Regions from separate parts of the Hordeum vulgare genome. Here region 1 is linked to region 2. Evidence: chromatin contacts called from public Hi-C data. All regions are on one chromosome and are shown on one strand. Each heading gives the region's core, a stretch centred on a gene start, on an enhancer-like site or on the middle of the called end of the contact. The rest is flanking DNA. Distances are from core to core; before and after follow the strand shown.

Region 1 (5,953 bases), core at 3,283-5,782, 260 kb before region 2:
AAAAATTAATAATCATGGGTCCATTTTGTGAAAAGTCTTTTGGCTGAAAAACTGCAAGCTAAAAAGTTTTGCACGTTGTCTCCAAGTTACATTAGTACCTACTCACTCCATTCCAAATTAATTATTCTAGGTTTGTCCCAAGTCAAACTTCTTTAAGTTTTACAAAGTTTATGTAAAAATGTGAAATATATATAATACTACGTAAATATATTTTATAAAGAATCTAATGAAACTATTTTGCTGTAGTCGATGTTGATATATTTTTTATGGACTTGGTCAATCTTAAATCCTATCAAGCGAGACTTACCACTCAGCTGCAGCATGTAGCATGCCATCCGATATATGCCGAGCACCTGAAAGAAGGGCTCCTAAACCAATCCTGTATTTCACAGAAACTTAGATCAGGTGAAAACAAAAACCAGAGACAGTGAAAACAAAAACCAGAGACTCCAAGGGAAGACACAAAGATTATCATACCCAGGAAACAGATACATGTTGTTTGCTTGATTAGCATAGCCTTTTCTACCATTGCCTGGGACAACCCGGTCGTAGCATTAGCATTAGCAGTCGCTGACAAGGATTTATAGTATGCAAACAAATCAAATGAGATTAAACATGACTTACTTAAAGTAACATTACTGAAAGGGCTTCCACTAGCAAATACTGCATTTTCACCAACATGCTTGAATACATCTTCAGGCGTACATTCAGCTGTAACAAGAAAAGGCCAATGTTAGTGCTTATTTTTAAGTATTTGCAAGTAAATATAGGGAGAAACCTTTAGTTGTTGGGTTGGACATTGCAAAAATTGCAGGGCAGGGGGAGTCGGATTCTTTCATAGCCTTGAGAACCTGGAGTGATGCAATATTCCTAAGTTAAAGCTCAACTGCTGATTGTGATAGATTAGGGCATGTGAAATTATAAACATCACTATATCACAATAGGTATGACCCTACAATTATGAATCACCAATACTATTCTAGCCAATTTAATGTTATAGATCAAGAAAGGAGACGATTTTTTTTCTAACACAAGATATACATAATTGAGGCTGTCATTGTTCATGAGACCATTCTGAATCATGATGAAGCATGCTAAATACTTCCTCCGTCCCAAAATAAGTGACTCAAAAATGACTCACTTTTGTACTAACTTTAGTACAAAATAGACTCACTTTTGAATCACTTATTTTGGGACGGAGGGAGTAGCATATAGCCAGAGATGTGATTCTTAAATGTAACAATGGTGAATTTGTAAGGTCAACTGGAACTTCTTGGCACAAATGTTCTACCTCAAGGTGTTCATCACACATAGCTGGGCACAATAAATCTCTAGTATTATGAGAGTGTATTTATCAATACATTCAAGTATTTTTAGATAAGGGAATCGGGATAGGGCGTTCACAGTCCTTTACTAAGCTTAAAATGGACTACCTGCTGCTACAAACAAGAACCTGGTATGAGGGTCCATAGGACTGGACAGGTAAAAAGGGGGAAATAAATAGAAGAAACACCATCAGCTTCCAGCAGTGATGAGATAATAAGATTACACAACGATGGAGCTTACCTCCTCGTTAAATATCCCGCCAACTCCAGATAGTCCTAAAAGAACATGAGGCCTCACTTTCTTGACCTGACAATGAGCTGAATTAGTTCAACTACAGAAGGAGTTGGAAGTCTTTTCTGCTAATAATATTGATTAAGAATGAACAAAGAACATCAAAGTTTAAATACCACTTCAACAAGACTAGCCCCCTCATGGAGATCTTCGACCTCTTCAGGACCGTAACCTCTAGCAAAACGAGCAACGGCTGGATCCAGATCCTTTCTACTTTTGGTAATAAGGCCCTGCATGGTACAGCATAACAGTCGCACATAAATAACCAACCTATTGCAACCAGGACTTAGCATGAAAGTGGAAATTGAATACATATGACACGCAAACTGGTAAAAAGCATGAAACAATGTGTTTGATTGGATAAATTAAACTTACATCTTTGTCCAGAACCCAGAATTGATTGTGTCCTTCGCCGAGTTCTCCAATTTTATGGGTCCCTGGCATCCTTAGCATTGCATGTTTAGCCATGTTAAGCACACCTATCCCAGCACTGGATTCTGAAGAGGTGTTAGAATGGACAAAACAGAATTTTGACGAGCAATAGTTTATATGCAATAGGCTGAGGTAATTGTACAAGCATGTCAAACGTATCACGGACCTTCCAGCTCCCACCACAACTATCTTCTGCTTAGTAAAATCTGCGAGGGGTCGACCTTGTGCTCTAACAGCTCCAAGTAGACCAGCTAGAGCAACTCCTGCTGTCCCCTATCGAATATGAAGGCCCCAAGAAATGATGAATTAAAACTGAAATAAACAAAAGAGTGCTAATAACTTACAGAAAACAAAGTTGGGGAATCAAAGTACCTGCACATCATCATTGAACATGCAAAATCGGCTCCGATACCTCTGAAGAGTTTCAAATGCCCATTTCATTTGGAAGTCTTCAAACTGAAATTTCACCACTTCAGCAATGGAGCATCATTGACTTAGCAACCAAAGTATGACTGCAGCACACACGTACCTGCACAATTGCTTTAGGCCACCGTGCATGAACAGCTTCCATGAACTCATCTACAACAGCCAAGTATTCCTCTCCTTCCAACCTAGGTTGCCTCAATCCTAAATCTAAGAAAATATTCACTTAATAAGCAACACTATGATGCAGGCATTTACTCCAAACAGTAAGAGTTTCTACTTTGTTTCCTTATAAAGAAGAATGAGTAGAACTTCAAGTTAATCTGAGTATGCTGACTATGCTCAACTGTGCTTGTCACAAAACTAGATAAAAAAACATTTTATAATGTTTCAGAAGTTGTGTTTAATGCATCTTACGCACATAGCTTGTCTTCAAGGAGTTTTTCATTATTTGTTCCCACGTCAAGCATTATTGGGAGAACCTGCAAGGAGAATGGACAAATATAAAAAGGGGGGGTGCCATTAACTGATGTTCTTTCTATGTTCCAAAAAAGTAGCAAATCACATACCTTCTGTGGGTTGATACCAGCAGCTGCAACATAAACATCAAGTTTACCAATAGGTATGCCTATGCCCTGAACTCCAAGATCACCTAAACCTAGAATGCGACTCCCATCAGTCACAACTATCATGTCAACCTGAAATAAGCAACGAAGAAAGTTCAGTACAGGTACATAACTCTGGAAACCCACTAATATTATTGTGTAGCAATTCAGATGGATATAGCTACAGACTGGCTTTTAAAAAAGGGTAAACAACTAGAGAACAAATTAGTGTTCCATTGATATTGATAGGACGCCAGCTAAAATTTCCATATTGATATTATACTGCATTCATAAAACCGCTACCTGGAATAACCTGAACCTCCTGTGTCCAACTACATTGGTAGCAAAAAATATATAAATCAAGTTCCCGAAATAGTCAAGTGTACCTTCTCTGCTGGCCAGTTGTAAATCATCGACATCATCTCCCCTTTATCCTTTGCACTGAAGTACATCCCGCGGGGACGCCTGAACAGCCCGCTGTAGTTTTCGCAGACCAAGCCCACAGTAGGGGTGTATATGATGGGCGCAAAATCCTTGATGTTGTCAATTAGCACCTGCAGCAGAAACAGACCATAGCACCACACACACACACACACATCAAACACCTCCTTGCGGTGACTAAAAAGACACGCGCATGCCAACCAATGGGAAGTGTGACAGTGGGAGTTCACCCTGTAGTACAACGTCTCGTTCCGGTCGTGCAGCCTGTTAAGGATCCTCCACTTGGCCAGCGAGACCACGGAATCGGGCTCCCCCTGCGTGTTGTGCTCCAGCGAATGGTACGAGTTTACTGCGACACGGAGCGCTCGCGACATTAGCGACCAAAAAGATAGGCGTGATCTCGGGAGGGATACATACGGCCGGTGGGGCTAGCGTGAACAATACAATGACGCGACAGTGCGAGTGAGGGTGTGGGGGCTAGACGACTCACTGAAGCGCTCGTACTGCTGCTCGAAGGACATGACCCGCGGCGGGAGCAGGCCCCGGAGGCCGAGGCGGTCGCGCTCCGTGAGGGGGAACGCCGTGTCCTGCGCGAAACGAAAATCGAAGTGAAATCGGAAACCGCCAAGGCGCGCGCGGATGGCGGGATCGAGGGAGGGGCGGCGAGGCGGGGCGGGGCGGGGGCGGGTACCTTGTTGTACCAGGGGTCGTGGAGGATGTCGGTGCCGCGCTTGTGCACGATGCAGGGGCCGCGCACGGCGGCGCCGGCGCCCGCCGAGGGGGCGGACGTGGACAGGAGCCGCCGGATCTGCGCCGACCGCCGGGCCGCCGCATGGCGCCACATCACGTACGCTGGGTCAGCCGCGGCGCCGCTCGCGGTCCGTCGGTCGGTACGGTGATCGGGGCGGGGAGAAGACTGTGTTGGTGGTGCGTGAGGTGAGACCGAGCTTCTCGGAGGCGAAGCGAGAAAGAGAGAGAGAGAGAGGGAGATTTCAAGGGGAGTGGAATGCGTCGTCGCCGCGTGGTGCGGGCACTCGCGGTGAGGACACAGGACAGGAGGGCCCGGGTGCGACGTGCGATGCCGCGCCAGCTGGTCGTGCTGGCTGGCTTTGCTGCTACGGGGGCGGTGAGGGTCGCGCGCGGAGCAGCGGACGCGGGGCGGGACGCGGCTCTACTAGTGAAGGCGCTGTCGCGACTTTCGGGCAACGAGAAGAGGAATTTGCTGAGCACACGCGGTGGCGGTGCGGATCTCTCTCCTTTGCGCCTGCCTCATGTCAACTTTATTTTTCTCTGCGGGGGCGGGGATGCTTGATGTCAACCGGGGTGGTGCGAATGTGCATGTCGAGCGCCGCAGCTTTGCTATAGTTGCGACGGATTTAGGCCAGCGAACCCACGGACGCTTTGCACGCGCACGCTATTCTGCTTTGCATGCACGCGCACACGCAAATGTGCGACGTGTTACGCCGATGTTTGTATAATTGTACTGTAGTATTTGGGTAAGAAGAAACAACCAAAGACGTGTTTGCGCCAGACTACTAGGGCGAGGAGAATGGGTGGTCGGAGCGGCTGCGTGCCGGGCTGACACGAATCAGATGCGTTTGCGAGAAACTGTTCGGAACCGTTCGCGCGCCGATTCGGAAAGGCCCCGCCGACCCGACCCCAAATCTGCGCTAGTAGCGCCTAGAACTGCGCTTTCAGCCCTTCTTTCTTTTTTTTGTCCTCGGACTCTCAGTGTTGCTAAATTTCGTGTTTTGATTGTTTTTGCCGAAGTAAATTAAAATCAGGCTTTACTCCTAAATCCTCATCAGGAACATAATTCTCATCTTCATCATATTTGTCAAATTCCTCGTCGGGCAACTTGGTCTTACGAATGTAACTGTGCAACGACATACAAGCAATAATAATCTTTTTTGCCTACGAGAGTTGAAATTGGGTACCCTTCAAGATGCCCCATTTAGCTTCGAGCACTCCAAATGATCGTTCAACAACATTTCTAAGTGAAGAATGCGCATGATTATACACCTCATATTTTTTCACCGGTTTTCTTTCATTATGAAATTCTGGGACATGGTGTATTTGACCTTTATAAGGAGCAAGATATCCTCCATGGTTTGGATTTCCGGAATCGACGAAGTAATATTTTCCTATAAAAAGAGAACCAACATTGTTCTGCATGGTTGTTGAGAAGCAAGTAAAGGCAGGTATGTAATGCTCAACAATAAATATTAGTACCTCATAGGAGTGTAGGAAACCTATGTGCATACCTGACCAAGCTATCATTTAAGATTCTTGTGGCATGTGCTGAACCGGGCCAACCAGCAATAACAAAAGAAACTAAGATTGCAATCTGGATATTGCGAATATAAAAGGAAATATTTATTGATGAAAGTGGGGTTCTGTGACGCCTTTGTCTGGTCGTGGAACACAAACAAAGA
Region 2 (5,575 bases), core at 2,846-5,345:
ACAATGCAAGATGTCGTGATTCCACTAATGATGCCCTTAAAGACAGCGATCGAACCTTTACAAACAAGGTTTGGGCTCTTTTCACAACTTAATTGGAGGCTCCCAACACCGCCATGAAGTTTCACCTTAATGAAATGTGGCTCCGGCATGACTTCTTCCATCTAGAATGTCCAAACACCCAAGAGTAAAAAAATCCACAAGTGAAAGTAGGGGGAATCAAATTTCTTTAGTGGAAGTGTAGATATAGGTATCCTACCTCAATCCATATCAAATCAACAAGTTTGGTTAGCTAAGAAGGTAGATCGGGCAAGAATGCTCAATGGGCGTTAATGGATGAGAGAGAGAGGCAATAGATAGGTGGGAGGTGGAAGAACCACCCCCTTTTATAGTCTCCTCCAAATTCAATCGTCATGTGCAAAAAAACATGCGATCGGTACAATCGATGCAAGCATCGGCACAGCCAGATTTTACGGGCACCCTAGCTACAGGGCATATGGTGGTACAACCATAGGTGGCACCATTAGTAAAGTTGAGATGAACTCAGAGGAAACTACTGGACCACCACCGCCAAGTACCACACTGGTACCCGAATGGTGGCCACCCAGTGACGGTACTAGGCCGATATTTGGTGTGATACAACTACCATGTACAGACAGTGGTGGTGGCTAAGTCTTGAGCGCTACAACCGTTCCAGAACCACCTATAGTACCGGTTGCCAAAGCCTTCCAGGAATTATAGGTAAACTACCGCCAAGTACCGCAATGGTACCCGAAAGGTGGTCACCATTTAGCGATACTAGAGCGGTACTAGGGCCGTTATAACCGCCCCATAGTCTTCTCGGTGGAGGCTAAGTCTCAGGCGATACAACCACTCTGCACCCACCTAGAGCACTACAACCAGAGGGATTCACCCCTCTAGCGTTAGTTGCACCGGAAGTACCAGACATGCTGGTACAACCGGTCTAGCAACCGGTCAATTGTGGATATGTAGGGTTTGCCATACGCACACCTATATAGGGTTGGCTTGCCGGGTAACCCAGCCCGTTACAATGGCGGAGAACTCCTTTTGCTTGTTGGAGGCCATGGTCGCTCCAATGCTGGAGAACTACTTCTTGTGCTCACCGGAGGCCATGACGGGTTTGTACAAGGGGAGATGGTGAGAGTGAAGGTGGGGTGTCGTTCTTGCCCGGTGCCTGAACACGTTTATATAGCGGGTGCGTCGAGACAGATCGACAGACTCACATAGAACCGCGTTGGATGCAAAACACTACTAATCAACAAGCCATCAAACCTAACCATGAAAGGATTTATGCTAATAAAATGAGCCTAATATAACAAAAATCTGAATTTTTTTACATGAGCCCTATAAACCGAAAAGTAGGGAGTAGCATGCATGGGTGGGCTCGCAGATTCTAGGCTGCATGACTATATCAAGATTGGGAAACTTGTACATGTGTAGGGCTAAATTATTGCATGCACGTAACTTTTAGCGTTGACTATAGGACCCATTCATCCCACTTCTCATGCTTGTTCTTTTGACTTCTAAATTTCAATCTATTCTTTGAGCTAAAAGTCCATTTTTTTTGGCATATTCATGATTGGTGCTACGAGGCCTCTAAAACATGATCACCCTTGAATAGATTTTGACAAGTTTTAAAAACTACATCAAGTTTCAAATACTAAAACTCGGTAGAGATGAATGATAAATTCATCAAGTTCAAAAAATAAAACTAAAACATAAATCTGAGCCCTAAGCCCTAAACACAAAAAGCAAATGGAACTTGGTGAAGGTTGATAAAAAACTTAATAATACTAATATCAAGTTTTATATTTGAAACTTAATATGTTTGAAAAGTTGTATTCAAGAGTGGTCTTGTTCGTAAATTATGGTCGCAATGAACACAAATATGGAATCAAAAATCAATTGGGACTTCGGGTTGAAAAGATAAATAAATTCAAATTTGTAGATGAAATGAAAAATTATATGAGATGGGGTGGATGTAGCATGCAACTCCGCTAAAAACATGCACCTTTGCCCCCCAACCACATCCACACACACGAGTAATCAAGGGTACCTCCGCCCGTGCATGCTGCTACAAATTTCTCAGACCTAGCCCCAAAGCAAAACTTAGGAATATCATAAAAAATATTTGTTTTTACAATAATTAAAACTATAATTCTATTTTAGGAAATTTTAATATATGCCATCATCCTTCGTTGGGCTCGCATGGGCTGAAGAGGCCTTTTTTGTCTCATTTTGCGCTGAAGATCACTCTTGGGTCACGCAAAGCCGAAGAGTGGGTCTTCGATTCGAGGAAGGCCGGAGAGTTTCGTGCACATCCACCCTGTCCTATACACCACAACTCCTTCTAGTCAAACTTTCGCATCACTAGAATCGTATTGGTGAGTATAATTCCTTGAGATGAAGAAGAGCTTGAACTGTGCATTGTAGAGAATGAATTTTGCCTTTCAATCTACACTGATCACTGCAAGCCTACATCGCCCTTGGTCAGAAATTTTTCAATTTATCACACACATGTACTCATCTGGATGCCACTAATATCCTAGACATTACCACTTGTTATATTGTGATTATTGCCGAAGTTGGCAACATCCGGTTCACATCCGCGAATGGCAAGGGTCATGGTGCGTGCGGCGATTGACATTAATAGAAGGACTAATAATGTCTGTGAGGTTGGCAACATCTAGATGTGTAGATGTGTGTGAGTAATTGAAATGTTTCTCATGGAGCGCGACGTAGGCTTGCGATGGTGGGCGTAGGCCAACTTCGCAATAATAACAATATAACAAGGGGTAATGTTTAGGATATTGATGGCACCTACAACTAATCTTGTTTTAGCCCTCCATATGTACAGTTTAAAATATTCTTCATTTGAATGAAATTGTGTCATCAAAACAGTCCCGTCAGCACGATGGTTTGACAAGTGGAGCCCCAAATCAAATGTTTTTTACGTGAGACAATGTAGATAGTAGCCTTTTTAATCATCAGGTGAAAAGAGCCTCACTTTTCGGTCATTATATGAACAAAGAGAGCTCTTCGGTCCAAACGGGATGAAAAGCGTCTTCGGCACATGCGAGGACGAAGAGTCATTTTTCAGTCCACACGAGGATGGAGAGGACCTCTTCGGCCCAACAGAGGACGAGGAGGCATATATTTGAAATTCACTATATTGGAAGTGTAGTTTCGAAGTTTTGTATTTCTTTTTAAAAAAAAAAAAAAAATCTCACGTGCCACTTTGTTAGCCATTCTGCTAATCTTTCCTGGGGAGAAGCTCTGTAAACGACTGATGATCCCAAAAGCTTCCTTCTTGAAATGAAGAGAGGGAAAATTTATTGCGCATAACTGGTGAGGGTGATTTGGGGACGCTGCTGCCGGCGACTAACCGGAGTCGTTTTCCTGCGTGGACCAAGGCACGCGTACCGTACGTGAATCGTGCGCGACCATTCTAAACAAGCTCCACTCATGGAAGATCTTCTTCTTCTTGATTCGCATAGTAGAGTGGAGTCAGTCGTTAAAGACCGTGACACTCCGTCATGCCACCACGAATTACAGGAACACATTCAGTAACAGGCAGGGGCAGGATCCAGTGGGGAAACGGAAGAGATCGTCGCGGATACAAAAAGCCAGATGCTTGTCGCCGCCCGGTCGTTACGCGGCACCAGCGATGACATTACCAACGCATTACTGTAGTACTGTACAGCACAGTTCCGTGTATTTGCTTCCGAAATGGAAATCAGTGTCAACTCCTGTCTGTTTGACGTGATATTTGATTAACAATAAGAATGTGATATTTTTAAACGTCCGAACCTGGACCAAACCAAATATATGAAGGATTTAAGACGTAAACTAGCTGCCGGGGTCTGGAAGGGGCGTCAGGCCAGGATTAATTAGCGTGCAATTCGGTAAGCAGTTGGATTGTTACCAATATAGATTGAAGAGAATCTGAGTATTTTGAGCATGAGTTTCTCTACTTGGCACAAGAGAACGAAACGGCATCTCATTGTGAAAACACTTGACTGACTGAACCGGTGTGGACGAGTCTCTGTCAGTCAGCTCCTCATCGTTCCTCACCGGAAACACGCCATTTCCCGCGCGCTGCGCCAGAGTCAGGTATCGCTATCGGAGGCCTGCTTCTGATTGGAACATTATTCATTCTCGGGACAAAAAATGTGGAAGTTTCATCCCCAAAACGAGTGCAGTTCTCTTTCGAAAAAAACACTTTGTTAACTTTGAGAAGTCCTGCCTGTTTTCCTTGCCGAAGTCTATCTGGTCTTCCGGTCACGAGTTTTCCAAATTCCAAGCTCGAGCCGTTTCCAGAGCCCACATACAAGGAGGTCAAATCCTACGCATTACTTGGAGTAAGGGCTCCTTTGATTCAAAGAATTCTATAGGATTTTTAGAGGATTGAAATCCTTAGGAATTTTTCCTACATTGATCCTTTGATTCATAGGATTGGATCCATAGGATTTTTTCCTATGAAATCTTTTGTACTACATTCATAGGAAATCTAACATCCATTTCAACCCCTTTTTACAATTCCTTTGTTTTTCCTATGGCATCAAACACTCCTTGTTAATCATATAGGATTCAAATGGACATGCCACTCCAACCCTCTACTTTTCCTATTCCCGTGTTTTCAAAATCCTGCGAATTAAAGAGGCCCTAAATAAGTACGGCGTGCTACAATCTAGGAAGACATGGAGACTTCTGTAACCCTCAATTTGTTTTTGCTTATGTTCCTTCAGGCCTCGTTTGGCACGAAAAATTTCGAAAGGGTCAGAAACCCCATAGAACCTTGAACGTCCATTTGATAAGAGGGGTTTGCTTAGCCGAATCCTTTTCGTTCCCCTTCAATCCTTTTTTATCCATGTGTTTCAGGATCCACCTCGAGAAACTGATGAAAGCAAAACCCTAAAAATTTAAAAGGATTGGGTGAAAAGAAGGGATTCATCAAATCCTCTTCTTCCTAAACTTCCACAATCCACTTCTATCAAACAAAGCCTCAGGATGGTTGAGGGTCGTGGTGGTGGTGGTAGTAGTAGTTTCGTTCAAGCCGGTGAGACGACGGCTGGTATATTATCCTTATATTTTATAACGACTTGAGCTGGTCAGACACTCATACGGTCATGCATGTGCATCCCTACCTGAATGCTACCTTGGTGTCACGATCGACGACTGGTGAATTCTAATTTTCTATGTCGTTTCTTTGAGAGTACAGAGAAGAAAAAAAACGTACAACTCTCGCTGCTGCTACTACTACTAGTCTGCAAGCAAGTTTAGGCAATTCGCAGGTTCTTTCCAAGCATGGGCTCACTGGAAAAGGCACAAGGATTCACCCGAAACTGCAACGCTACTACGTAGTAGTACTACCCGATCTACAAATCGTGCTGATTTGCAGGGAATTTGCAAGCAGGAAAACGGTAGCGATGGATAGACTGTAATCCAAGGAGACGTGTTTACAGACAACAGAGTCGGTCACCTCCTACAACTGGACTGAAAAATGACCAGCCGGCAACCAGCAGAAAGGGCTGCAGCTTTGCACTGAAACTAGAGT

The links. A called contact is a pair of places that touch in the nucleus more often than the background predicts.
Region 1: a contact with region 2 is called in a Hi-C map of leaf, with 4 times the contacts expected there. The contact joins the promoter of LOC123433416 here to the enhancer-like site in region 2. A contact is called at or near these places in 3 of 6 Hi-C or Micro-C datasets (leaf and an unstated tissue).

What each region holds. Positions count from the first base shown.
Region 1 is chr1H:316,151,737-316,157,689 of MorexV3_pseudomolecules_assembly, reverse strand. LOC123433416 (NAD-dependent malic enzyme 59 kDa isoform, mitochondrial) reads right to left here and starts at 4,532. Exons shown (of 19, transcript XM_045115454.1): 1 at 4,210-4,532; 2 at 4,009-4,105; 3 at 3,749-3,867; 4 at 3,464-3,631; 5 at 3,042-3,170; 6 at 2,894-2,954; 7 at 2,579-2,682; 8 at 2,422-2,505; 9 at 2,216-2,322; 10 at 1,993-2,107; 11 at 1,734-1,847; 12 at 1,567-1,632; 13 at 779-851; 14 at 625-711; 2 more. The coding sequence starts at 4,362.
Region 2 is chr1H:315,891,346-315,896,920 of MorexV3_pseudomolecules_assembly, reverse strand. No RefSeq gene overlaps it. Among protein-coding and RNA genes, the nearest start is that of LOC123410209, 37 kb to the right of the region's middle. Within about 2 kb of position 4,095, at least 1 of the 3 cell types and tissues checked has open chromatin away from gene starts, as enhancers often do. A contact at or near this core is called in leaf, where this site is marked.